Linked DNA regions of Ovis aries: region 2 is linked to region 1. The links are chromatin contacts, called in public Hi-C maps. All regions are on one chromosome and are shown on one strand. Each heading gives the region's core, a stretch centred on a gene start, on an enhancer-like site or on the middle of the called end of the contact. The rest is flanking DNA. Distances are from core to core; before and after follow the strand shown. Region 1 holds the start of WIPF1 (WAS/WASL interacting protein family member 1). Region 2 overlaps WIPF1 (WAS/WASL interacting protein family member 1).

The links. A called contact is a pair of places that touch in the nucleus more often than the background predicts.
Region 2: a contact with region 1 is called in a Hi-C map of blood, with 1.5 times the contacts expected there. The contact joins the enhancer-like site here to the promoter of WIPF1 in region 1. A contact is called at or near these places in 3 of 16 Hi-C or Micro-C datasets (blood and tail adipose tissue).

The regions. Positions count from the first base shown.
Region 1 is chr2:135,370,399-135,376,805 of ARS-UI_Ramb_v3.0, forward strand. WIPF1 (WAS/WASL interacting protein family member 1) reads left to right here and starts at 2,291. Exons shown (of 10, transcript XM_060409757.1): 1 at 2,291-2,414; 2 at 4,618-6,407.
Region 2 is chr2:135,414,409-135,420,815 of ARS-UI_Ramb_v3.0, forward strand. WIPF1 (WAS/WASL interacting protein family member 1) reads left to right here. Exons shown (of 10, transcript XM_060409757.1): 2 at 1-4,542. Among named protein-coding and RNA genes, the nearest start is that of WIPF1, 45 kb to the left of the region's middle. Within about 2 kb of position 3,998, at least 24 of the 54 cell types and tissues checked have an H3K27ac peak or open chromatin away from gene starts, as enhancers often do.

The DNA.
Region 1 (6,407 bases), core at 1,041-3,540:
GACCAAACCCACATACTTCTCCTGCTTTGGGACGTGAATTCTTTACCACTAGCGCCACCTGGGAAGTCCTAGCAGTAAAGAACCTGCGTATCAGTGCAGGAGATTCCAGACACCGGTTCCATCCCTGGGGTGGGAAAATCCCCTAGAGGAGGGCATGGCAACCCACTCTAGTATTCTTGCTTGGAGAAGCCCATGGACGGAAGAGCCTGGCAAGCTATAGTCCATAGGGTCGCAGAGAGTCAGGCACAACTGAAGCAACTTCTCATACACAAGGTCTTTGCAGGTACCTGTCCTGACACCTGACCAAGAAGCAAGTCTTCATCATCCATCAGAGTCATCAGAACAAATGCCTTTCATGGCATTAAGTCCCTTCCCCCCATGAGTAAAACCTACAGCCCACATGATCTCCTTGAGACATTTACTCAGAAGCTGTGAGTTTAAGGCCTTTTACCTTCCTCTCTGGCCTGGATGGAAGCTCCTGTTGGGGCACCAGAAACTAGCAGTCAGATCAAACTCCTCTGGACTTGTGCTTCTCACCACCCCTCCTTGGAAAACCTCATTCCTTTGGAAGTCCCTCATCTGTATAACAGTGACAAGTACCTAGTTAGCCAATTTTGCCTTTAGAACTAAATGAGATAATAGATGTACTGCTAAAAGGACCTGGGTTAATGCTTATTAGTCTTTCATCCCATGGTAATGAATACTAGGAACGTTCCAGGTGCTGGGAATACTGCAGTGAACCAGTTGCCTTTACACTTGTTGTTTAGTTAGTAAGTTGTGTCCAACTCTTTTGTGACACCATGGACTGTAGCCTGCCAGGCTCCTCTGTCCATGGGATTTTCCTGGCAAGAATACTGCAGTGGGTTGCCATTCCCTTCTCTAGGGGATCTTCCCAACCCAGGGATCGAACCCGTGTCTCCTGCATTACAGGCAGATTCTTTCACCATTAAACCACCAGGGAACCCAGGGCAAAAATTGAGACAGAGAGCTGATGGGAGGCAGCTCCTGGGCTTAATTTCCATGATTGTGATTAAGTGCTAATGATTTTTTTTCTCAAGTCTGGAATAATATACTAATATATGAAATCAATTGTCTTCATTTTATATAAAACATAATATATGCATATCATCATAGAAATGGTTGAAAAAGGGAAGCTTCCAATGATGGAATGATGAAGTATACAGTGAAGCTTTAAAAGATGGGTACTCTTAGGGACAAAATTTGTCATTGAGAAGTTTCCCATATTACTAATCTCTTTGTCAGAAGAATTACTATATCTGTTAAGAGCATGTCAAGGTACAAGTGCACACATGGGAACTGGCATAGGAGCAGACGGCTTAAAGTGAAGGATGGACCGACCACCTCCTTAGTGCAGGACATCAATTCCGAAGTGCATATATTCCCAACTTCTCTGCTTTCATTTAAGGGGATACACGGCCTTGATATATTAGCACTATAATTAAATGGTTATTGTATTAATGATAACTTGTTCTTTTCAAATGCACACGTTCTAACATGGGTCGTCTTAGTGAGTGTTAACTTTTCTTTGGAGCCTGGAGGTGGCGGCTTTCGGAGCCGGCCACTAACAGCTCAAGCAAGAGAGGAGAACCTCAGCTTTCTCCAGATGTTTGCAGTGGATGCTACCGTATTTGAAGATGTGGGTGGCTGACGATAAATCCATCTCCACTAGGAGCAAAACTACTCAACCCCAGCTGGTTCTTGGTGGGGACAACGGGCATTTTCCACGAGAAGAGCAGCACAGCTTCCCCACGCAGTGGTCAGGGAGACAGATGCGGGCCTCCGAGGGTGCCACTCCATATTAAAATTCATTTTTAAGATGAATTTGAATTTAAGGTGTCCAGAAGCACGATCCCTCTTTGGAGAGCAGAGAAGGCGAGGAGAAAGGGCTTCCGCTTGGGGTTGGAGAGGGGGCACCCCGACAGCGGAAAGCTGGAGAACTAGCAGTCCGCGGGGGAAAGGGCCCTCGGCTGGACACCCCTTCCAGTTCCCGCTCCTCTGCAAGCGCAGGGAGGTGGACGGAGCGACGTACGAGCCCCAGCCTCCTAATCGCCCCACTCCTGCCGTGTACCTCGGGTCTCGCCAGTCTGTGGGACGCAGAGCCTCAGCCCCAGGGAGCGCGGGCCCCAGGGAGCGCGGGCGCGGCGCGCAGAGAGGCGGGCGAAGGGCCGGCGGCGGCCTCGCCGCGCGTCCACATGTGGCGGGGCCGCGGGGCGGGGTGGGGGGAGCCGAGGGGGAGGGTTTACATCCCGCGAAGTTCCCGGATGGTCTCAGCCTCCCGGCGCTGAGCGCTTTTCCTGCCCGGCCGGCTCAGCCCTACGGACCGGGGAGAAGTTTCCCAGAAAAAAATGCCCGGCGCGCCGCGGGGCCCTGGAGCCGCACGGAGCCGCTGCTCGGTAAGGGACGCGCCGCCGCCGCCGCCGAGAGTGCGATCGGGCTCCGGGGACTCGGGGCAGCGCCCCTGGAGACCCTCGCAGCCGCGGGGACCCCGGGGAGGGGTCGGACTGGACGGCGGGGCAGGGCAGCGCGGCGCGGCGCCGGGTGGGCGCGGGCGGGGGCCGGGGAGCGTCGGGGCTGCGTCCGCTGCGGGCGGGGGCGCGGGCGCGCGGTCTCCGGAGGGGCGCGACTCGGGCCCAGCGGATCGCGCGTCCTCCGGGTGCCGGCGGGTGGGGGAAGGAGGGGCCGCGGGCCGGTGGGCTCCGGACGCGGGCGTTTTCAGGGTTGGGCGCGCTGCTGGGCTCGGTCGAGCCTGGGGCCGCCCAGGGGTCTCGCCCCACGCTCGCGCCGTAGGTACCCGCTGCAGGGGCTTCGCGGGATGCGCTGGGGCGCGACTCCCCCTACTGCTTCCCAGCCCCAGCTCAGACGGATGGGGGCTTTCGGGCATCCCCGGGGCCAGTTTCTGCTCCGAAGCCGCCTCGCCTTCTTCGCTAGGGAATTGTGCCCATCCCGCAATCCAGCTTCCCCAACTCTCCTCCCGCCGGGTGCCCCAGACTGCTGCTAGCGCCCCGGGCGCGCGTTCGATGTGTGCGGCGACCTTAGAGGACTTCCAATCGGTGTCAGCGCTTTTCTCCCGGGGCCTCTCCCGAACTTTCCGGACAGCTTCGCTGCAGTCTCACTCCCTCTGTTTTTTTCTTTTTAAAAAAAGAGAACAGTTAAAGTTGCAAGGATAAGTAAAAGAAACCAGCTGACCCAGTCAGGGTGACCCAAATCTTCAGTTCGTGGTTAGACTTTGAACTTTTTGAGATTAACAAAGGGTGTGTCTGTGAGGAACCGAGCCTGGTTAGATCCTCTGGTCCTGCTGGATCCCGGAGTAATACATATTCTTTCCTGGGCTCCTGACTTTATCTCAGTTCTCTGGGATGCGTCTCAGGTTGTCAGCAGTAACTGGATGGACTTGGTCCCTCTTTCTGAAAAGTGTGTGCCACTGTTGTCTCTTGGATGGTCGCTGGACCGCCGGCCGTGGCTAGTCGCAGACTTAAGGCGGTGCAGCCACGGAACCCTGGACAGAGTCCCGCCCGTGGTGGGTTTTCTTTTGCCAGTTTCCCAACACAGTTCCAAAACAATTCTGTAGCTTCAGTTTGAGTCATTGGCATATTTTTCCCTTTCAAAAATGCCTTTTTCTGTAACGGATAAAATAACTGCAAAGAATTTTCATTAGGCCATCAGTGTGTGTGTGCTCAATCGTGGCGGTTGCTTTGCAGCCCTATGGACTGTAGCTGGCCAGGCTCTTCTGTCCATGGAATTTTCCGGACAAGAATTCTTGAGTGGGTTGCCATTCCCTTCTCCAGGAGATCTTCTGGACCTAGGGATTGAACCTACCTCTCCTGCATTGGCAGGCAGATTCTTTATTTACCACTAGCATCACCTGGGAAGCCCTAACCCTTCTTTAGGGTGCTTATAACTCTGCCTTCCACTCTTGCTGTGTATCTTTACCTGCCTGATATCTCCTGGTTGAGTCTCTCAGGGACTAAATCCTCAGTCACTTGTTGAGTGGAACTGTGCAGACTAGACTCTGCAGATGTTATTAAAATCATCTTCTTCCTCGGGACCTACCCAACTTTTGCCATAGCTTTGGTTCCCTGCTGCTGCTGCTGCTAAGTTGCTTCAGTGGTGTTTGACTAACAGAAACATTTGTAAGCAAGTTAAGATCAGATTCTGATACATTTAGAGACAATGGGGTTACTTCCAGGGGTGGAGATTCATGCCTTCTTTCACTTGTTTGTTCATTTCACCAATTAAATGTCTACTGGGTGTTCAACCACTTTCTGGTTGCTTAGGCATATCATGGGCTTTCCTGGTGTTTCAGATGGTAAAGAATTCACCTGCAATGAGGGAGACATGGGTTCGATCCCTGGGTTGGGAAGATTTCCTGGAGAAGGGAATGGCTACCCACGCCAGTATTCTGGCCTGGAGAATTCCATGGACAGAGGAGCCTGGCAGGCTACAGTCCATGGGATCACAAAAGAGCTGGACAAAACTGAGCGACTTCCACTTTCACTTTCGGCATATCATGCATGTTAGGTGTGCCTTGAGCCTCACTTATCTCATCCAAGAATTGGGGTTGATAATCTTTGCTCTTCCTCTATCTCTTGGTGCGAGGATCAAGTGGAATAATGACAATGGCGTGTGAAACAGCAGAAAGCAGCACAGCACAGGGCAGTGACGAGAAGGTGAGGCGCCTTTACCTTTTAAACTTACTGTCTTGTACTGTCTCAGTTGCCCAGGCCAGGGATGAGCCCGCTCTTTTGGGAAGTATTTCTTATTTGGTCTGTGTCACTGCCTTAAATATTTCAGGATGGTCCACACTATGGTTGTAATTCTAGGAACCTATAGGGTTTTTACATTGCACATCAGGAGAACAGAATTAAACCAAAGTGTCTTTTTGTTGTTGTTGCTGTAACCCCTTCACTTTTAAGCATCTATTGTTTGGATTCCTGTCTCCCAGCCATCATCTTCCTGAAGCCCACCCTCCCATGAGGTCTACCAGATTCCTCCTGATTTTCATACAGAGGTTTCTCTACCACCGTGCCCCAGCAATCCACAATTATGCTACAGTGCTGGAAGGTTGGGGAAGGCATTGGCAACCCACTCCAGTACTCTTGCCTGGAAAATGCCATGGACAGAGGTGCCGGTGGGCTGCCGTCTATGGGGTCGCACAGAGTCGGACACGACTGATGCGACTTAGCAGCAGCAGCAGCTGGAAGGTTTGATGGGCCTGGTGAATAAGCAGGACCCGCATATGTGAATCAAGTCACAGGTGAAAACAAGTAAGATGCTCATTTGGCGCTGAGGGTTCCTTTTGGGGATCACTGTTGTGTTCTGTGTCAGGGGGAGAAGAAGAGACCTGACTCAGAAGGAGGTGAAATTTGGCCCTGAATGCTTACCTTCTGGTGGAGATGAGATACGGGTTTGAACAGCAGGAATGCAGGGCAGAATTTGGTAAATAAGATGAAAAAAAGGTACAGATGAAATACAGGGAATGTAGAGGAGGATGAAATTACTTCCAGCTGGAGGGAGTCAGTCTCCCTTCATTTGTCCACCTAACAAGTGTTTAAAGTGTCTGCTGTGTGCCAGGCCTGGGGAGATTCGTGGGCATGTGTACGCTGTGTTCCATCTTCCTTGCTCCAGTCAAGGAAACGTGCAGCTGTCTCCTTCCTGGAAGAAATAAACACTTTCTTACCCACTTCATTGCCCAGCCCAACATCTGTCAATTGTTCCTTACCATGTAGAGATTGTAATCAGGTTAAAATAATTAACACTGTCTCTTGTATACTTTGGAATAATAAAAACTCTGAGGCTCACCAGTTCCCCAGAACACCTTCAGTTAGCTGAGTAATGCTTTGCCACCTGGCACACTTTAACCAGTATTGCAGTATTCGGTCCTTAGTCAAGGGTGTGACTTCTAGAGTCTTGATTCTATAAGGCTGGGGTGAGGCCCAGGAATCTATTTTTGAAAGCCCCCCAGGTAGTACTGATGTCATACCACCTGCAAAATTCTGCAAAGGTAAAAGCATGGGCCAGGACGTCAGGCAGAGCTTCCAGTCCCAGCTCTGTCTTTTACATGTCCTGCAACTTATGCTTCTTTATCTGTAGTATCAGAGTAACCGTCTCTGCTGTTGGGGTTGTGCTGAGGGTCGGATGATGTCATGGGTGTGCCTCACTTGGCAGATTATCCAGGACAGTGCTGCTGCTAGGCATCTGTGGGTCTTTATTAGCATCAGTGTTAGCTTGTGTAGAACACTGGGTTGGTATTCTCCTTTCCATATGGAACTACAAAAAGAGCCTAAACACAGGAACTGCTTTTTATATAAATTACCGTGTAATAATCCCTCCGCCGTCTGCAGTCAACGGAGCATTTCACAGTGATCACCTCATGGATTCTCTTCACA
Region 2 (6,407 bases), core at 2,748-5,247, 46 kb after region 1:
AGACTGAGATATGGCCATGGTGATAGGGTCAACAAGTTTCTGTCCATTAAAAGAAACAAAAAAACTATAAAGCGTGACACTCCCAAAGCAGCAGCAGTTCATGAGTTCCCGGGCACAGAGAACAGAATAGCCAGTTTTGCCATTCTGTAGTTGGGTGGCTTCCTTGAGTGGAAAGGTGGAACTAAGGAGGCCTTTCTGATCTGCTTCTGACCAGTAAGCACGTTTAGCCCTCATCCACAGGAGTGAGACATCACTCCTGCAGCCACTTAGCGTCACTGTCAGGCCCCTCAGGCATGATGATGGATTCCAAGATCTTGAAAAAGTGACATGGTAGACATAAAAGGAGTCAGATATTAAATCCATAAAAAGTTGAAAAGAATTTAACACTTGATGGGAATTTGGGATTTGGGGTAAAGTTAGATTGGATCTGGAAATAGGTAAAAATCTGTAGATGCTACACATCAAACCACTTTAGTCAAAGTATTTGTTCAGTGGGGGGAAGAAAAATCAGTGAAAGTAGTTAAATAATGTCTATAGTCCAAATAACTACTTAACTGTTGTATTCCCTCCATTCCCAAGACACCATCAGCTGTAAGGTATACCATTAAATTTATGACAGGTGAGGTAGGGGCAAGGATACGGTATTAAATGTACACTTTGTTTCCAGAAATGTTAGAATATGAAAGAAAAAAAGAAACATGTGTCTTGGAATTAAGGAAATGCAGAATCTCACTCAGTTGGTGTTTTGGTATTTTCTTGCTGGTAGAAGATAGGACTAAGTTTATAAAAGCAATTTTTAAAATATTTACTAGAGACTTCCCTGGTGGTCCAGTGGTTAAGACATTGCCTTCCCTAATGCACAGGGTGTGGGTCAGATACCTGCTCCAGGAGCTAAGGGTCCACATGCCTCGTGGCAAAAAAACAAAATATAAAACAAGCAATATTGTGACAAATTCAATAAGGACTTTAAAAATGGTACATATGAAAAAAGCCTTCAAAAATTCAAAAAGTGTTTACTAATACACAGGACCGAACTAATGAAACTTGAAGGCACATAAAAGTTTTCTCAGGCCCATAGATTTATTTCCTTTCATTCATTTGTGTCATGGACAGCTGGGGAGGTACTATATTTGATAAGCATGGAGTGTATTTTAGTGCCAGAAAATAATGAAGTGCTTGAAAACAAAAACCAAGAAACAGAATATTGACAGGAGAATGTCAAAGGAACAAAGAGCCCCCTGAAAGAGCTCCCACCAGCCAAAGGTGATTAATCTGAGCAACAAAGTTAGTAAAATTGTGTTGAATTATAACCCAAAGTATGAAATGAATATCTGTGAGACCATACTGATATAAAAAAATGACTGAAAATATATGGGGAGAAGTGATAAGTCTTCTGTGCAGAAAAATTCAAAATAATTTATATAGATACTCCACCCTTAAGCTTTCCTCTCCAAAGTGTAATAGTATAGAAGAGGGTGAGGAGCAACCTTCCATGGAGAATCATGACAAACATTACGCTGGGTGATCAAGGCCATAATCAACAGTGTTAAATTACATTGACAGGAAATATGCATGATGTAATGTGATTAAAATGGCATGTTACCTCTGTGGTCTTTCTCTAAACAACCCAATCACCCTGTCTGATGATGAGAAAAACATCAAACAGATCCCAATTGTGGAACCTTCTACAAAATGCCTGACCAGTACTCCTCAGAACTGTCGAGGCCATCAAAATCAGGGAAAGTCTGAGAAACTGTCACAGATAAGAGGAGCCTAAGTAAGCTCGATGACTGAATGTAACGTTGTATCCTGGATAGGATTTCTGGGACAGAAGAAGGACATGGGGAAAAATTAAGAAAACCTAAGATCATGGCATCTGGTCCCATCGCTTCATGGCAGATAGTTGGGAAACAGTGGAAACAGTGGCTGACTTTATTTTTCTGGGCTCCAAAATCACTGCAGATGGTGATTGCAGCACTGAAATTAAAAGACGCTTACTTCTTGGAAGGAAAGTTATGACCAACCTAGACAACATATTAAAAAGCAGAGGCATTACTTTGCCAACAAAGGTCCGTCTAGTCAAGGCTGTGGTTTTTCCAGTGGTCATGTATGGATGTGAGAGTTGGACTGTGAAGAAAGCTGAGTGCCGAAGAATTGATGCTTTTGAACTGTTTTGTTGGAGAACTCTTGAGAGTCCCTTGGACTGCAAGGAGATCCAACCAGTCCATTCTAAAGGAGATCAGTCCTGGGTGTTCATTGGAGGGACTGATGTTGAAGCTGAAACTGCAATACTTTGGCCACCTGATGCGCAGAGCTGACTCATTTGAAAAGACCCTGATGCTGGGAAAGATTGAGGGCAGGAGGAGAAGGGGACGACAGAGGATAAGATGGTTGGATGGCTTCACTGACACAATGGACATGGGTTTGGGTGGACTCCGGAAGTTGGTGATGGACAGGGAGGCCTGGCATGCAGCGATTCATGGGGTCGCAAAGAGTCGGACACGACTGAGTGACTGAACTGAACTAAAATAACCTATGGTCCTTAGTTAATAATGTATCAGTTTTGGTTTCTTAATTGCTATTTATCTGTCATATTAAATGTAAGATTTTAACATCAGGGAGCTTGGGTACAGAATGAGAACCCAACTGTCTTCTTGATTTTTCTGTAAATCTACAACTGCTTTAAAAGACAAAGTTGTTAAAATTCTTTTAATGCCTAAACAGAAAAAACAAAAATCATGGACAGGAGGCCAGGTTAGGGAATTTTAAGGGAAATTAGAATGTATTTTGTTGAGACCGTTGAAAATTCCGCACAGAGCATGATTGAAGTAGAACATATGTAACTGCTTAGTTAAAAAAAAATGGAACTGGCAGCTTAGCCCAGAATATGACACTTCTAAATATATTCAAGTTGATTCATTATTATTTATCATCCATGGAGTATTTTGTTTTTCCAAGATGGCCAAGTTTTACCATTATTCTTATTTTAAAGTGATGGCTGTGCTTTTAGCCATGTTGACTCAGATGGCTAATCTAACTGTACAGTTCAGTCAGAAAACCAGCCATCAGCTGTCAGAATGGTAAAAACAGTTAAGTGTGTTTTCAAAGCCAGAAAGGCACTCATGTGGTGAGACTGCAGAGTTTCGTGTTATCCAAAGTCCTGACTCCCAGGATCCATTTCCTCACTTGGTGTTCTCACATGGAAAACTTCTTTGGGGAATTATAGGGTCATATTTTCAAGACTTGGAACAGTAGGCTTGTCTACAGTTACCTTTATAAAAAAAACAACTAAAAAGAAAAAAAATCCCTTTAAAATCATTTAAAAAAAAAAAAAAAAGAATTACGCCAGGGTAGCCAAATAGAAACAGTCACTGGGGTTTCTGCACTGAGTCAGGTTGTATAAATTACAGACTATTTTCCCCTTGCTCCAGGACATTGTTTCACTTCCACACACCACTGCCTACATCCATAAATTCCAGTGTGTTGGCCCTCCAGAGAGCTCGAGGAATTATAAAAGGATAGAGGAGGGGACTCACCACAGGAACAAGCAGGCTAGAATGGTACCCTTGAGCTTCCTGCTTGGTCCTGCCTCGGCTGTGCTCCAGGCCTCGCCCCTGCTCGGAGCACAGAGGGGCACTCTCCCTGGTGCTCTTGGCAGGGCCAGCATCAGGGCCCCCCACAGCCAGGGCTCACATGCCACTAGGAACCCCATCCCTCCCACAGGAAGATGAAGTCAACCCTTTCAGGGGAAACCAAAAGGCTGGCAGATTTTGGAGACTAGCAAGGGGGGAAATGTGTACCAGTTATGTAGCCCTGGGAGGCAGAGAGTACCGTGGCTTTGTTTGCTGAACCCAAAGTTAGGGCACACTGTCCGACAGCGGGACTAACTAGACTGGACGTGAACTTGAGACTGGCCCAGGATACTCAGGCTGAGTGGCCCTTGTGGCTGCACGAGGCGGAAGAACGTGAGCCAGGCCCTGGGTATGCTCATCCGTGCTGGTGCCCTCCAGAGAGGATCCTGGGGGCGCCCTGGGTGCAGCACATGGCCGCCCTTCCTCAGCAGTCCCCAGGGCCGTGGCGCTGGGCACATTCTGGTGACAGGCTGGCGCCCAAGCTCCAGGCTCCACCGTGAGCTGGCTGCCCTTCCCAGGGGCCACCCTTCCCCAAGGTGGGGCTACAAGAGCCTCGGTCTGTCCCTTTCTCCCCCTCCTTATGGCATCAGAAGAGCCAGGAGCCCAGACACCACTGTCCCCTGCCTCCCCCACCCCACCCCCTTGCTTCTCTCCTCTTTACCTGAGCCCTGGGGATGTCTGAGGCCAGCTGGGGACCCCTGTGGGGACACAGCCATTTCTTGAGACACAGGGTTACCCCAGCGTGAAGTAGGAAGGGAGGCGAACTTATCACATGTCTCTGACTGCTCCTTGAACGAGTCAGAGAAGGTGCAGTGAGGAAGTCTGATGTCACATGCAAGACTTACAGGAAGCCGACTGCAGGACGGCAGGGGAGCTTGAGAACCTGGCCGTTTTCAGCGGATTAGAACAGGTCAGTGCTCCTTCTTTCCCCCCGAAAAATCTTTCCTAGCCACTCTAAAATACCGAACTGGTTCTCTTTCCTTAAACTGCCGTGAACGCTTTTTTGCAACATGAAGAACTTGCTCCAGCTTTGAATGTAGGAGCCAGGGTGTAGCTGGTGGCCACGCGCTGTCAGAGGAACAAGCATCAAGCCCTTATCACGAAAATGAAATTCTCAGAGCCTCTTGCTTCCCTTTTCAGAACTTCTGTGCCCTAAAAAACAAACCTTTACATGGTCCTTAAATTACTTATTTCATGGAATTTAGCTAAGCCTCTCATCAAGTTCACCTGTTGGCATAAACCGGGACACATCAGCTTGTGTTTGCAGGCAGTCACAGTGTGTTCAGAGGGCAGTAGAAAATGCAGCAGTATTGTGTGGACAGACAGGCTACAAGACTATGCAAAGGTCTGCTGCTTTTATGCACTTTTTTCTTCTGATGGAATGAATCTTTTGGCTTGTAGTTCCTGTTAAAATTGTTTCTCATATCTTTATAAATTCTTAAGTTCCCTTAAAAATTTTTTTTTACTCTCTTCCTTCCTACTTGTCTTCTACTGTTGTTTTAAAAATTTCCTTCTTTTATTGAAAATAGAAGTAAAGGGATGCGGGCAGTTTGAATGTGGGATGAGGAAGTCCCCTGCCTGCCCTGCCCCCACCCCGGGTTCTGCGAACATGGCTTGGAGCTGTCACGTTCTGGGTGTGCAGAGCCATGAGGTCTGCCTGCCACCAGAGCTTTGTGTCTTGAGCCTGTACTTCTCCAGAGAGGAAGAAGGCGTCTACGGCAGAACCCAAGAGATGGTTGGTTGAAGCATTGGACATTAGAGCCCAGATACAGCTAAACGGCCCAAGAGTATTCGTCTGATAGCCCTTGTGGGGCAGTTTAATAAGGAACTTTCAATAAAAGGCTCTTACACAATGGCCTGCCACTTTCAGACCCGAATGAAAAAGGAAAATGTCTCAAATCTGCGTGACAGGAAGGAAGTCACTACCTTCTTGGGCTCTTATTAAGCACTAGAACAGGTTAGCCAGTGTCGAGTTTCTTTTCTGGACCATTTGAAAACAGACTGATCTTCTTTCGTAGCTACGTTCATGTGTTAATAGAGGTAGAGAGAGAAAAGCAGAGAAGAGCCCAGGTTTGGGAGCTTCCTGTTTCCTGTCTCCCTTCCAGCCCAGAGGGCTCTACAAGGGTCTGCTGAAAGACGACAACAGTGGGGTGAGGGGTTAGCGGACTCACGTGTTGTTTATATCCTAGGAATGCAAAATAACCAAAACTATGAGGCAAGAGAAAATTGTTGATGATGTCCTCAGATTGCCACATTTTTTTCATTTTTTGCTACTACATTGTGCAAGAAGACGGGAGGAAGCTGACAGACTGTGGGAGGACTGGAAGTTAGAGATCTCAGGCCTAGTGCTTTTAGAAACCCTATACTGGCTCTGAGGGAGGCAGCCCGTGTTTCCAGTCTCCATGGACTTTCTTGCTACTGGAGTCCTCTGCACAAACAAATGCCTAGAGGAGCCACATGGAAGGGAACTGTGGTGGGGAGGTCTCTTGCATATGGCACCAGGCGCACCCCTGAACAGCAAAAAGAGGCTTACATCTTCGTGGTAGCTGGACATGCCTAGAAGGAGCTCTTTCAGTTTTGTTTCGATTTTTTAATTGGTCCTAGAGGTTTATTGTTCAGAGAGTTTTGTATTCTGCTAATCTGCTGCTCATAGCAGAAAAGGGTTTTTTATTTCTTTAAATGCTTTCCAGATGGACTTGACATCTTTTTTTGGAATGCGTCCTTCTGAAAGCTCTTTCCCTTTCTCCTTGGGGCATCTGTTCTCTGCCCATCCGT